Linked DNA regions of Hordeum vulgare: all the other regions are linked to region 1. Evidence: chromatin contacts called from public Hi-C data. All regions are on one chromosome and are shown on one strand. The core of a region is the stretch at or near the end of the contact, and the rest is flanking DNA. Distances in the headings are between cores, read along the strand shown. Region 1 holds the start of LOC123426339 (suppressor of RPS4-RLD 1). Region 2 holds the start of LOC123426335 (glutamyl-tRNA(Gln) amidotransferase subunit B, chloroplastic/mitochondrial). Region 3 holds the start of LOC123426340.

The links. A called contact is a pair of places that touch in the nucleus more often than the background predicts.
Region 2: a Hi-C map of seedling shows a contact between it and region 1, with 4 times the contacts expected there. The contact joins the promoter of LOC123426335 here to the promoter of LOC123426339 in region 1. A contact is called at or near these places in 3 of 6 Hi-C or Micro-C datasets (leaf and seedling).
Region 3: a Hi-C map of seedling shows a contact between it and region 1, with 6 times the contacts expected there. The contact joins the promoter of LOC123426340 here to the promoter of LOC123426339 in region 1. A contact is called at or near these places in 1 of 6 Hi-C or Micro-C datasets (seedling) and 1 of 1 datasets of contacts at active chromatin or transcription factors (embryo).

The regions. Positions count from the first base shown.
Region 1 is chr2H:376,720,554-376,725,189 of MorexV3_pseudomolecules_assembly, forward strand. It overlaps LOC123426339 (suppressor of RPS4-RLD 1), which reads right to left and starts at 1,875. Exons shown (of 23, transcript XM_045110149.1): 1 at 1,679-1,875; 2 at 1,453-1,562; 3 at 152-735; 4 at 43-87. The coding sequence starts at 1,794.
Region 2 is chr2H:376,258,417-376,263,052 of MorexV3_pseudomolecules_assembly, forward strand. It overlaps LOC123426335 (glutamyl-tRNA(Gln) amidotransferase subunit B, chloroplastic/mitochondrial), which reads left to right and starts at 2,341. Exons shown (of 10, transcript XR_006622168.1): 1 at 2,341-2,460; 2 at 3,282-3,966; 3 at 4,578-4,636. It overlaps LOC123426334 (nuclear receptor coactivator 6-like), which reads left to right. Exons shown (of 5, transcript XM_045110143.1): 5 at 838-1,639. The coding sequence ends at 867.
Region 3 is chr2H:377,049,096-377,053,731 of MorexV3_pseudomolecules_assembly, forward strand. It overlaps LOC123426340, which reads right to left and starts at 2,336. Exons shown (of 3, transcript XM_045110150.1): 1 at 2,168-2,336; 2 at 2,030-2,070; 3 at 636-983. The coding sequence starts at 2,240. The coding sequence ends at 864.

The DNA of each region.
Region 1 (4,636 bases), core at 625-3,124:
AGAGAGTAAGCAAGAAAAACTGATAATACACCAGAACAAAACCTGATCAAAAATGGATATTGCTTGGTCGTACCTCCCTTCGTTTACCTGAAAAGATGTAGCTCAGTGATAATGGTCAAGATGTGAATAACACATCTCCATGTAAAAATACCTGTGCGATGCCTCGCGAAAGTCGAAAATCCAAACTTATTGATTTGGATGATTTTGATACTTTTGTAGCAAACAGTGCTTGATTTAGTGGTATGGTTTCATCGGAACTTCTTCTCTCCTCCACATCTTCAGCCTGACCGTTTGTTTCTTTTTTAACTTTTGCTTTGTTTTTCTTATCTGGCTTCGGCTGTTTCTTGGGAGTTTGATGTGTCGCTGTGGTGTCTTTTGCTGGACTGATAGAATCTTTATGGTCTTTACTGTTGTTAGGTAACAGTACATCACTGTTTGATGAAGATTTGGAATTTGCAGTGTTCTCTTCACACACAACAGTTTTTGTATCAGTTGTAGCTGCAGTGAATGACGTGTTGACAAAACGATCTTCTGAAATAACAACCTTGGTATCACATGGTGATGCATCCACAACGTCTTCACACTCAACCGTCTCATAAATTTTAACAGAAGAAACTAATTCTTCCAATTCCAGCAACTGTTTCAGGTCAATTGTGTCACGGACAGCAATCTCATGTCCTTGCTCCCAAGCAACCAAAGCTTCCTCATTTTTTCCCAATGCGCACAGTGCCTTGCCTGATTAAAAATGATAATAACGTAAAAGTTAATGGTGAATTTGCCTCAAAACAACAGTATCCATATGTAAAAGAAATAGAGACGATATCTACGGAAGCTTTTTCTCATTCAGGTGTTCTTTTGATCATTGGTGTACCTCGGACTGAGAGGCTTCGACGATGGCAGGGAAGAGGTACAAAGAGGGAAAGCGCGGGGAGAAAAAGGAAAGTAAATTGCAGAAAGAGAAAGTAGCATATGTAGCACAAGGCTCGCATCACATTAATTTTGTAATTACTCTATACTTGAATGAGTTGTGCATTAATGACAACCACGCCTCTACCAACAAGTGTCGGAATACATTTAGGTCCTGTTCCTATGAGCAACAGTTTCTTTCCTGATATCGTAACTAGAAGCTTCGACTTACAGCAAAACACAGACATGGGATGGATAGATACACGCTCATAAAGCTACTCTACTCTTCGGTTCATGGGGCATCATGAAATTACGTACTCCTCACATATTGGTTGTAATAACATATTATATTATGGGACCGAGGGGGTAGGAAACAGTGAGTCCTAAGCATTCAGGTTGCACTAACAAAATCTGATGGGCTATCCACACCCAAATACATCTAGCGGTGGCAGTTAATCCCCAAGCATAGATCAGGCAAGGCAAATCCACGACTATATGGGGAGGAACGAGAGGACGCATAGGTGGGTAGCGAGAGCCCCGTCGTACCTTTGAGGACATAGGCCTGGAGAAGCGCGGGGTCGAGCTGCAGCGCGCGGTCGCAGTCCTTGACGACGTGCTTGTGGAGCTCGAGCTGGAAGTAGCAGAAGGCCCGGTTGCTGCCAGGGAGGAGAAAGACAAATTCGGGATCGCCGAGTCAAAACTCATAACCCTAGACTGATAGATCAGAGACCCCGTGGGGGCGGATCGGGGAGGGGAGGAAGCAGTAGTGTACCAGAGGTCGTGGATGGAGGAGGGGGAGCGGGCGAGGATGGAGTCGAGGAGGCGTATGGCCTTGGACCAGTTGCGGCCGCTGCAGAGGCGCGCGAGCTCCCCGCGGTCGGAGCCCATGGCGGCGGCGATCGGTCGCCGGAGGAGGTCAGGGTGGGGGAACGAGCGGATGAGAGGTGGAGGCGAGGATTTGAGAATTGAGGGGGGCCACCTCACTTGCTCTGAGCTCTGCGCGACTTTAGCGCGTGGACCCCTCTCTTTTTCGGATTTTCTGTTAGGGTTGTTAGAGCAACTCTAGCACACCCCACATCCCGCCCGTGCCCGCAAAATAACCGTCAAAGTGTGGGTCGGGGCGGGAAAACCTACCCGATCAGACCCCGCATCCCGTCCCGGCCCGTAAATATTTTTGCGGGGCGCGGCAAAACTTCTCCCCGACCTCTAGTTTCACGAGCTGGGAGGCCGACCCGAGCTTAGCCCCTATCCGCAGCGAGATTTGACGGAAGGGACATTTTCGCACGGCCTTTCCCGCTCCCCCCACCCGTCGCCACCATTGACTCGCCACCGCACGCTCCGGTGCATCCTTTGCGGCCGTCCCTCGCCGCCATGGACGCCTCCTTGCTGCCCCCGTCACCGTCGAGGTCGTGCACGCTCCTTCCGCTCGGGCGGGTCTCGCCGCCGGCCATGTTGGCCCCGCCGTCGCTCAAGCTAGCGTCGCGCGTGCCCGCAAACGGCAGTGCAACGTGGTCGTGCAGGGCGGAAATCCGGCAGCCCCCGCTGCGAAGGCTCGTGCTCCGGGTGCCAACGCTGCTGCACGATCTCGGTCGGTGACGGAGAAGGTCACCAAGGCCGCGGGCGGCAGGAGGAAGAGGATTCCGGCTACAAACAAGCTGCCTCCTTCATCCTATCGCTCCATCCCGGAAAGAGAAGCCCCGGTGATGCTGTTCAACAGTGCCACTCCCCCCGCAAGCGAGGTGTTGTACGAAATGGCCGGAAGGTATGCGTCTTCGGTCATGGCCATTTCCTTTCGTTTTCACCATTTGTTGCGATAGCATGTGACTTGTTAATCGTTCAATATAGTGGTGGTTCAAACAATCCAACTTCCGAGTTCGTGAACTTGTTGGACATCAATGTCGTTGACATTGATCAAGCCCCGTTCGCCGCATTCGACTACAATGAAACGGAGGGCGGCGTGGGTGATCATGGTTGTGAGGACGATTTGGCGGAGATCGAAGCGGAAGCGTATGAGCAATCGCAATCAAAATCTGGGAAAAGCCAAAGATCGAAGAACTACACGATCTTGGAAGATCAAGCTTTGATCCAAGCATGGAGTGCGGTGCCTCTTGATGCGTGCACGGGTACTTCTCAAACCGCCAAGAGATATTGACAAAGGATCGAAGATCAATACTTCCGCATTATGGCAAAGTATCCCGATAGGACTCTGATACGTCTCAAACGTATCTATAATTTTTGATTGTATCATGTTGTTATCTTGTCAACTTTGGATGTTTTATGTACCTTTTATATCTTTTTCGGGACTAACTTATTAATTCAGTGCCAAGTGCCAGTTCCTGTTTTTTCTGTGTTTTTGACTCTTTTCAGATCTGATTTTGGAACGGAGTCCAAACGGTCCCCGAAATAAATTTTTCCAGAACGGAAAAAGATCAAGGGACTTGAGGGCCAAGGCAGGAGAGCCACAGGGGGCCCACAAGCCCTGTAGCCGCCACCAGGGGGCGGCGGCTACCAGGCTTGTGGCCTCCCTGGAGCCCCCCTGCCCTAGCTCTTTCGCATATATATTCCCTAAAATCCAGAAAAAAAATCAGGACATCCACGAAAACACTTTTCCGCCGCCGCAAGCTTCCGTTTCCGCGAGATCTCATCTGGAGACCCTTCCCGGTGCCCTGCCGGAGGGGACTTTGGAGTTGGAGGGCTTCCACATCAACATCATCGCCTCTCCAATGACTCATGAGTAGTCTACTTCAAACCTACGGGTCCGTAGTTAGTAGCTAGATGCCTTCTTCTCTCTCTTGGATCTTCAATACAAAGTTCTCCATGATCTTCATGGAGATCTATCCGATGTAATCTTCTTTGGCGGTGTGTTTGTCGAGATCCGATGAATTGTGGATTTGTGATCAGATTATCTATGAATTATATTTGAGTCTTTGCTGATTTCTTATATGCATGATTTGATATCCTTGTAAGTCTCTCCGAGTCTTGGGTTTTGTTTGGCCAACTAGATCTATGATTCTTGCAATGGGAGAAGTGCTTGGTTTTGGGTTCATACCGTGTGGTGACCTTTCCAAGTGACAAAAAGGGCAACAAGGCACGCATCGTGTTGTTGCCATCAAGGGTAACAAGATGGGTTTTTATCGTAGATATGAGATTGTCCATCTACATCATGTCATCTTGCTTAAGGCGTTACTCTGTCCTTTTGGACTTAATACACTAGATGCATGCTGGATAGCGGTCGACGTGTGGAGTAATAGTAGTAGATGCAGAAAGTGCCGGTCTACTTGTTTTGGACGTGATGCCTATAGATATAATCACTGCCTTAGATAACGTCACGACTTTGCGCGGTTCTATCAATTGCTCGACAGTAATTCGTTCACCCACCGTCTACGTGCTTTCATGAGAGAAGCCACTAGTGAACACTACGGCCCCCGGGTCTATTCACAACTACCGTTTCCACTTTCACTTTTACTTTGTTGTGTTTACTTTGTTGCTTTCAGTTCTCACTTTGCAAACAATCTATAAGGGATTGACAACCCCTTCATAGCGTTGGGTGCAAGCTCTTTGTGTTTGTGTACGTACTTCAGACTTGACGAGATCTTCCATTGGTTTGATACCTTGGTTCTCAAAACTGAGGGAAATACTTACCGCCGTTGTGCTACATCGCCCTTTCCTCTTCAAGGGAACACCAACGCAAGGCTCCAAGGCCGCGGGGAGATCCTTTGCATATTTGCCA
Region 2 (4,636 bases), core at 1,091-3,590, 460 kb before region 1:
TGCCACCAGCATAGCATTATGTACTGAATTTGCTAATACTCTTTCTGGCCATATGTTTACAGTTCCCAATATTTACTATGTTGTGGTGATGTTACATGATTGTTTAAATATCTGAACACAATCATGGAAAATATGCCATCCATTTATAGTGTGAAAAGCAACATATTTTCTTGTCTTCATGCTCTTCTTAAACTATGATTTTGTAAATGGAGATGTCGAGAATTCTTTGGCGATTGGGTATGAATTTAGCATCATGTAATTTTAGTTTACACTGTTATATTTGGGAGGCTGGGATTCATCTTAAATTTTGAATAAGCTTAACAAATTAGATAAATCACAACCTGGAGGCAAGCAAATTTTATTTATTGAACCGTTTACATTGGATTGTTGGAATATTTAGACAAAAAGAAACAGTTGGCAAGCTAGAGTTTTTCAACAGTTTGCCGATGCTTTGTCTAATTGGCTGAGATGTTGAGTCTATTTAGGATGAATAAAGGCATTCTTGTGCACCTTTTGTTCTTCTAGCATTTTTATTTTGCTTGCTGGTTTTAGTTTAAGGTTTTGGTTACTTCACTTTCCAGATTGTGAAGGCTTCTTATGGGCGTGAAGCCTTGTAGTCTGTTAGTAAATTTGTTGTATCTATTAATATGTTTCAGCAGGAGGGAACTCCCTTACCTTTCTCTGAGAAAAAAGTGAACAAATTGGAAGAACAGCTATGCATGGGTGCACATAAATTCTGAAGTTCTACATATATAGAGTTTCACACACTCTTTACTTGTGTTCAGCATAATTATGTTTGGATATGCATGTACCAATCGATTTATTTCATTTCTTCAGGGTTATGTTGACAAGTATGTGAAGTTATAGCTGCATTAGACTGGGCCAATCAGAAGAGACTTCCTTTGCAGTTGTAGAAGTTGTGAAGAATACTGATTCAGGCGGCAAGCCGTGTATTGTTCTCTTGGAACATCTATTTGCATGAGAAAGTCCTTTACAAGAAGGTATTCTTGTAAGTACTGAGGGAACGACTGTATTAGAATCATGTGTTTAAACATCAGTTTCATATTCGGTTAAGTTGCTGCCTAGTCCTGTTCTGTTCGTTGTAAAGCACTTTGTTGATATTTCTTTCCCTTTCCACCCAACACTGTGTAAGTGATAGGCCTGATAGCAGGATGATGTATTTTTTCTTGCACTGGTTTCATGAACATGCTGCTGGTGCTATTGAGCAGCGTCTGCTTGTTATGTGTACTTTAGAACATCCAGTCTTGTATCTTTGTAGTGCAGTACTTAAGCGTGGACCAAGACGTCATGCTTACTTTCATCAGATGATCTTATATGTCCTTGCTGCTGATAGTCTACATTTAGTTGTGAAGATCAAGTACAAAAGGAACTGGTGGAGGAGCAATGAGAAGTGTTTTGGGGTCATGTTATTTCCTCAGGAGCTCAAGCCATGGGATCTGGTCGAATTCACTTGGAGAAAATTAGCCTGCAAAGGTTTTGCAGCATCAAGCCTTTATTTAGATAGATATAGGAAAAATAGCTCATTTGAATTTATTGGTCTGCGTGGGGTGTAACCTGAAGTTAATCTATATGTTGGATTGAGCCGTGCTTTCAAATATAAGAAGAGGATAATGGACTATCTGATTGAACCTTGGGAGATGTGATGATTTCCACCAAAGTTGGTGAGCCTTTTATATTAGCAACTAATCGTTTTAATTTTCCATCCCAATATACTTGTTTTTAAAGGGCAATAATATTGTTCCCTAACCGTTTCAAAAGTCTGTAGAGCATAATACGCTTCGTCCTAGTTTATTGGCCCCCTTTGTATTTTGTGTCAAATTTTGATCATAAACTTAACTAATAAAATGTCACTGCATGTCAAAAAAAATTATATCGTTGATTCATATTTGAATGATATTACTTCTGCTATGTATAACATATATTTTGTTAGTTAAAATCATGGTCAAAATATGATCCTAAGTAAGATGGGACTAATAAACCAGGTAGTACTCTGCAGAAAAAAGGTTTCAAAAGCTCCGGACGTCTCCAGTTTCTTTGCCACGTATCCTTTGCCCTTTCATGTCAACCATATTTGGAGTCTTTGCCAGTTTTGTTTTTGAGAAAGAACAAGTCTTTGGCAGTTTTTTCTTTTGAGGAGCCTAGAGCGAGGCAGCCAGGGATCTGTGGTCTCAGCTTCTCTCTCTCACTGGGCTGAGTTGGGCTGAGCAGGGAGAGAGAAATGAGTGGGCCAATGTGATCTAAGTCCGAGGCCATGGCCCCCGTTTTCCCGGGGCCCAGCTCTCCCCTGGTGATTGATGATTAGTCTGGGAATGAAAATCATCCTAACAAGCCCTCTCCACTGCCTCTCCTTTCTCCCTTCCGCTGGCGCGCCTTGCTCTGCACCTCCTCGCCGTCGATCTCTGTCTACCGGCGGACCTCCTCGCTGTCGCTGCTGCCGAGGTGCAGCTCCCGTCCCCTCACCTCCCCTCAGCCCATTCCTTCCCCTCCCCTCAGCCCACTCCTTCCCCTCCCCTCAGCCCACTCCTTCCCCTCCCCTAACAAAGGATTCACTCGTATGCCAACTTCGCAATGGCTCATTGGTTACTGACGTAGTTTTTTATTCAAGAAACTTCGTACTAGTAGTGATCTAAACGCTCTTATATTTGTTTACAGAGGGAGTAATAGCTAATTTCGTGAGTACTACTCCCTCCGTTCCAAAATATAAGACCTTTTAGGTATTTCACTAGGAGACTACATACGGAGCAAAATGAGTGAATCTATACTCTAAAATATGTCTATGTACATCCGTATGTAGTTTATAGTACAATCTCTAAAATGTCTTATATTTAGGAACGGAGGGAGTACTCAGCAAATGTTGCGACAATACTGCATTCGTACTAGGTTGAGTATGTCTGACTTTATGGTGGTTTTGTCTTTGGTAAAAAGTTCATAGATTAATTTCAGAGTTACCAGCACCCCAGCAATCAAGTCTGGTACTAATTTCAGAGTTACCAGCATTCCAGCAATCAAGTCTGGTACTAATTTCAGGGTTACCAGCATTCCAGAAACAGTAGGATTGATTATTCTGACTCATCTGGAGAGCAAGTGTAACTTGATTCATCTTTGGTGAGAATCGCCATGGGAGGATTGGGCCGATTTATCATTTGTGTAGCCACCTAAACGCAGCGAAAACAATGCCAGCTAAATTGTGAATTGGTTTCTCATGTTATCCTGAAATCTGTCTGTATTCAAGTTTTTCTTTGTTCTCTTTCATCTTGCAGGCTGTTTGTTGCCCACCCAGTAGATTGTGAATTGCAATAGACGAAACGCACATTGCCCACAATGGCTCTAACGCTCTTACGAGGGATCAGAACGCAAACCTTATTTGGAGCAAATGCAGGCCTGTTCTGTACCACTCGACGTCATCCGCTAGCCCACTTCACAACTAGGGTGGAGAGTGTGCAGACCAGTGAGCCCAAATCAGTGCGCAAATCAATTCAACAAGCCACCAAGGAGGCAGCGGAGCACAAGACACAAGGTTTTGAAGCGGTGATCGGCATTGAGACCCATGTCCAGCTCTCGACCATCACAAAGGCGTTTTGCTCCTGCCCATACGACTATGGATCCCAGCCAAACAGCACTGTTTGCCCCACCTGCATGGGCCACCCCGGGACATTGCCGGTTCTGAACGCAAAGGTTGTTGAATGTGCTGTCAAGCTAGGCCTCGCTCTCAACTGTGAGATTTCCATGACATCCAAGTTTGATCGAAAGCAGTACTTCTATCCAGACCTTCCCAAGGGATACCAGATTTCGCAGTTTGACATTCCGATTGCTGAGAAGGGTTACCTTGATTTGGATATTCCAATGGAGTTTGGTGGTGGTCACAGGCGATTTGGGGTCACGCGGGTTCACATGGAAGAAGATGCTGGCAAGCTGCTTCACTCTGAATCAGGGAGTTTTTCTCAGGTTTCCCTTGTTATTTCCTAACTATGTACTACCTGTTTTCTGTTATATTCTATTCTTCGATGCTCCATGATATGGCCCTGGAATCATGGAAAAGTTGACAATCAGCACAGTGCAACGGTACAATTTCTAAACCGCTGCATTCATAAATGCTAAAGATCAAGTAATACAGAGAATTGTGTTTCTTACACATTTGATGCTAGAGGGGGCATACAATAAGAGGAAACTATACTTTCTGTCATACAGAAGGTAAGTACCAATCTCATATACAACAGAAATTCAAATCCTACACATCATGGGGCAAGAGCAGCTTAACTGCACTTGATGTCAGATCACTGTTTAGATCTTGCCTTTCATCCAAGCAAAGAGGCCTTCTCAAATCTGATACAAGAACATGAGGTTTCGGCAATCTGCAACAAGGTGTCATTACATATGTGGTTATGTGAAAGCATCACGAGACCATGTGCTTGTGCACTAGCACTTGACAGAAAATCATAGATAGAAAGAAGTAATAAAATAGAGCAAATTCAGCATCAAACAATTATGTACTGGCTCGTTGTACTGATAGCTACAAATTTAAAGTGATTAAAGTGGTTGCTATTCTGGTTGGCTAGGTTGACCTAAATAGAGCCGGCGTCCCTTTGCTAGAGATTGTCTCAGAGCCAGATATGAG
Region 3 (4,636 bases), core at 1,086-3,585, 330 kb after region 1:
AGCAATCAGAAAGAACATGGGAAAGGGACGAAAAATAAGAAGATGAGCTGGAATTTACTTTGTTAATATTGTCATTCTGACAATTTAGTTTTGGGTGAATATTTGGTCTGTTAAAATACGGTCGCTGAACTTGTCAGAGTTGGCATAAAAAATGCATTTTACTCTAAAAGCAATCGCCTAGTTTAGTTTGTGTGTGTTAGGATTTAATTAATTCTATTAATCACTGCTTTTGCTTTTCCTGATAAAGGCAGTTTAAGGACAGCCGTTCACTTTTACATGGATGCGTCTTGTGTCTCGTTCCCTGCTCTAAACAGTGTGCATGAACTACACATTTCGGCTGCTCATTTGTGTGGCTACACATCTCATGCAAGTTTATATATCAACTGTACATTTTACTCACCATATCCACCTCTAGAAAAGTTGCTGATTTTTGGCAACCTTTGGTACTGTCAATTTTCTGCTTGTCAAAACATTACCTAGCCAATTTTTGGCTGTATAAACCATTCCCTTACTCGAAGTTAAAACTGCTCATGTTTGATGCAACTTGGCTGTAAACCATGCTCTTACTCGCAAGTCCGAGCTAGCATCAGGGCCATCGGAAGCGCGAAACATATCAAAAAGATGAATATACCGACTAAACGAAACCAAATCCACAGAGGATTAAGATATTGTAGCACAACAGGCTGATAGTGGACGATTACATAGTAATGGGCACACAACCAAAGCAGCTGGGACAGCAGCACACCAGAGTTCAGACCCAAGCTTAGGTCAACAACCAGTCATTGCGGAACATGATAATACTAGGTGGATTAAGACAGCTTCTCTCTCTTTTATCTCTCCCTCTCCGTCTGATTTGGCAGATATCACTGCTTGAGGTGGGGGAAGCACTGGACAAGGTCGCTCTTCGGATGCTTCGCCTCGGCGTGCTCCTTGCACTTTGCTTCAGAGGTGGTGCAGATGAAAGTCTGCATGCATATCTTGCACTGCATTGAGAAGCATTGATCAGATGACCGGCCAATTACCAAATAATGTTTCTTGGCAGCAATGCTGAAGATTACACGATCTCTATGGACTTATAACATAGAGTATTCACTAGACTGATATGATGTGCAAGGCAAGGCCACTGAACTGTTTCAGCTATCCAATATGGTGCACATCAATCTCTATGTACTTATAACATAGAGTATTCACTAGACTGATATGATATGCAAGGCAAAGCCACTGAACTGTTTCAGCTATCCAATATGGTGCACATCAATTTGCAGACAAGAAGATGAACTCGCAGGCAACATAACTGCCAAGATAATTTGTCAAGACTAATTGTACACTGCAATGGACAATTTTCATTATAACAAGGGCTGATGTAGCTAACAAGCTCAGTCCATCAAGTTGGTAAGCAAACAATGGGTGCATCCAGTGAGATTATACACTAACATAACATGAGTCCTCCAGCTACCCCCCTTGTGACTTAAGTAGTACTACCATCCAGAACTACTCGTAGTTTTCAGACACACGTATAGCCTTCGTTGGTAGCAGCCCAAAGCTGGTTCAGACATGGTACATCATGCCACACTCTTAAAGCTGTCAGGCTATATCTCATAGAAACCACATGTGTCTCTTAATACGCACGATATGCGATGTGAATACTCCAGATCTATGCCCGAAGAAGGAATTTTGTACAACTAATTTGCAATCCAGCATACTAGTATGTCGATACGCTAACCATAGTCCTGGCAGGGCAGTCAAAAGTACACGATTCCCTTCGTTTCTCTAGGCGCAGTTAACAAATAAGTACAACTCCAAATCATACCGATAATCGCCGCCAAAAATACCATCTGACCAGAGTCCTATCAAGAAATAAGCTACCAATCGTCGTTCGAACTGAAGGGGCACGCATCCCGTCCCCGTTAAAGGCGTAATTTCAACAAATTCCACAGATAACAGTCTCGTCGGCGGAAAAATAATTCCCAATCGCTAGAGAAGGTTAGATCGATTCGATTGATTGGATAGGCGGGATTAATCGGCGCACCTGGATGTTCATGGCCTTCTTGTTGGCCTCGAGCTGGCTCCCTGCAAAGGATCAGAAGAGAAAACACCGACAGGATCAGATCAAGGAGACCAACAAGATCTGACGACCAAGAGAAAAGGGGGGAATTAGCTCCGTTACCCTTGCCGCCCTTCAGCTTCTCGAGGTTCCTCTCCCTCGCCATCTTGGACTTCTGAGCGTTGCCGCCGCCCATGGCTGTTGATTCCTCGGCGAGACGAGACGATACTTTTCTGGTTCGGCGGAAATTTGGTGGGGAAGGCGAGAAGCAGGAGGCGGCTGCGTTTAATAGACGTGGAGGTGGAGGTGGAGGCAGAGGACGACGTTGGCGTCAATCAATCGCGGGCAACTTGCGCGTGCCAGTGTCCGTGTGGACCCCTGCTCAAGGAGGGCGTATCTGGTCCGTCCGTTAGCTGCTGGTTCCGAGGTCTAGAACCATCTTTCACAACTAGCAGCAAAAGAACTCGAGCGTTGCAACGAGAGAAAAACAATTATAATCTCTAATGATGCTAATCATATTATGTTTTTAAAATTTTAGGACATTTCTTAAGATGCATGAACATTTTTTGAATTAGCAAACATTTTTTTCAATTGCACTCAAAAAATAACACACAAACTTTTTTTCAAAATCATGGACTTTTATTGTTTTCACCAACATTGTTCTCAAAATTATGAACATTTTTCTGAATATGCGAATATTTTTACAAAAATCCTGAGCATTTTTTGAATTCACAAACATTTTATATTTTCTTCAAACTTTTATTTCAAAATTCCTAGTTTTGTAAATTGAAAAGTTTTTCAAAGTTCTAAATTATTTAAACAAAAAAATGGAACAGAAAAATGAAAATAAAAAATGAGACTAAAAACAGAGGCACACACTGTTTTTAAGATTTTTACACGCACTTTTGTTTAAAATCATTGACTTTTTTATTTTATGGACATTTTCTCAAAGTTTAAACATTTTTTATATGCAAACATTTTTGAAAACTCCTAAGTAGTTTTTGAATTCTCAAAGAAATATGTTTTTTTGAATATTTTATTTCGAAATTCTCAGTTTCTTAAATTTGAGAAAAGTTGTTTGAAGTTCTAAATTATTTAAAGTACAAAAACAAAATGAAACTGAAAAGAAAAATAAAAAAACTAAACTAAAAAACAAGCGCCCACGTATGGGTCGGCCCAAACAAATGTGCTGCATCTTTTTCCAACGCCCAGAGCGTAATATAGGAGGTGCCTACATGGGCCGTCCCAGTCTGGTGATTTTCCTGTTTGAAACGTTTTTTATAACTTATAGGTGGCATTGGTGGGTAATTTTAGTCAACTTAAAGGACAATTTGAATGACGTACGGAAGAAGCACTATTTACTTTATTAGTAGGTAAGATGAGTAACGGGTCTAGAAATACATTTTTTCGAATGTCAACTGCTGCTAAATTCATTGAGCAGAAGAAGGATTTATCCACTTCATAAAAAAACGGACCAAAAACCATACAAGAGTTGTCAACCGGCTTACAACGCACAACCACACGCACAACAACAAAGGCACGCCTTGCCTAAACCCTGCCAAGATGGCGAGAGGTGAGGACACACAACCATAAGACCGCTTCACCACCGAAGCAAACAACTCAAAGCGCAAACCAAACCCAGGAAGCGTGTGCCAACGTACAGCCCACCCATGTCGCCGAAAAGAGAGTGGCGAGTGGACAACATGACCCGACTGGGCTTGAGGAAAGCGTAGTCGAAGAGACGTCGTATCAGCGTACATTGCGTCATAGGGGCCCACGCTCTAAGTGGAGGCCAACTGTAGCACCAAGCACTGTAGTGGGACTCTATGAGCAACCAGAACAGTGCCTCCAAGAAGGTAACGACCCCATAACGCCGCCACTGCCTAAACCAGCTTGCTGGATCTGGGGTTTCCCCGTTGCACGGGAGGAGGAGGATAAGGGCCTAGACGACGCCTTCAAGAAGGTCACGGCGACCACACGCGTCGCCGTCGTCTGCGACGGCATCTGATTTATCCCAGCCCAACATCATCCCCATAATCCACACACAGGCCATTGAGAGCCAGGAGCCAGACCAAACAACCGCCGAGAGGCCATTCCATACCGCTGGCAGTGGAGACGATGGCCGCCTCAAGCAACTCAGAGGACAAACCGACGTGCTACCAAACCTATATTCACTCCTCTGCATCGGACGGGTGGATTCAACGCCCATCGACGGCTCTATTCGTCACCCGTCGGCCACCAGACACTCACGCCATCACCTGCCACAGCACGTCGAGCCTGCCACAAACCCGAAGGATGCAACGCCACCAGACGGTGGTGCCATTCCTCTCCGGTTCTCCCGAGCACCACCTCACAACCTGTGCAGAGCGGGCCCGCTGAGCCCAGATTAGGCACAAACGGGCCTTGATGCGCCGTCGCGTCCCAGATCCAGGGCGTCGTCACAGGCTGCCTGGTGCAGGAGCCCCTCCGCCTGCTCACGTCGCCGCCCCTCCGACTTCTCGTGCAACACAGCTTCCCACGCCACGTCCGGCCGCCCCGCCTCCCACGCGCATCGGCAGCGCCGCCCCGCCTCCAGCTCACGCGGGACGCGTC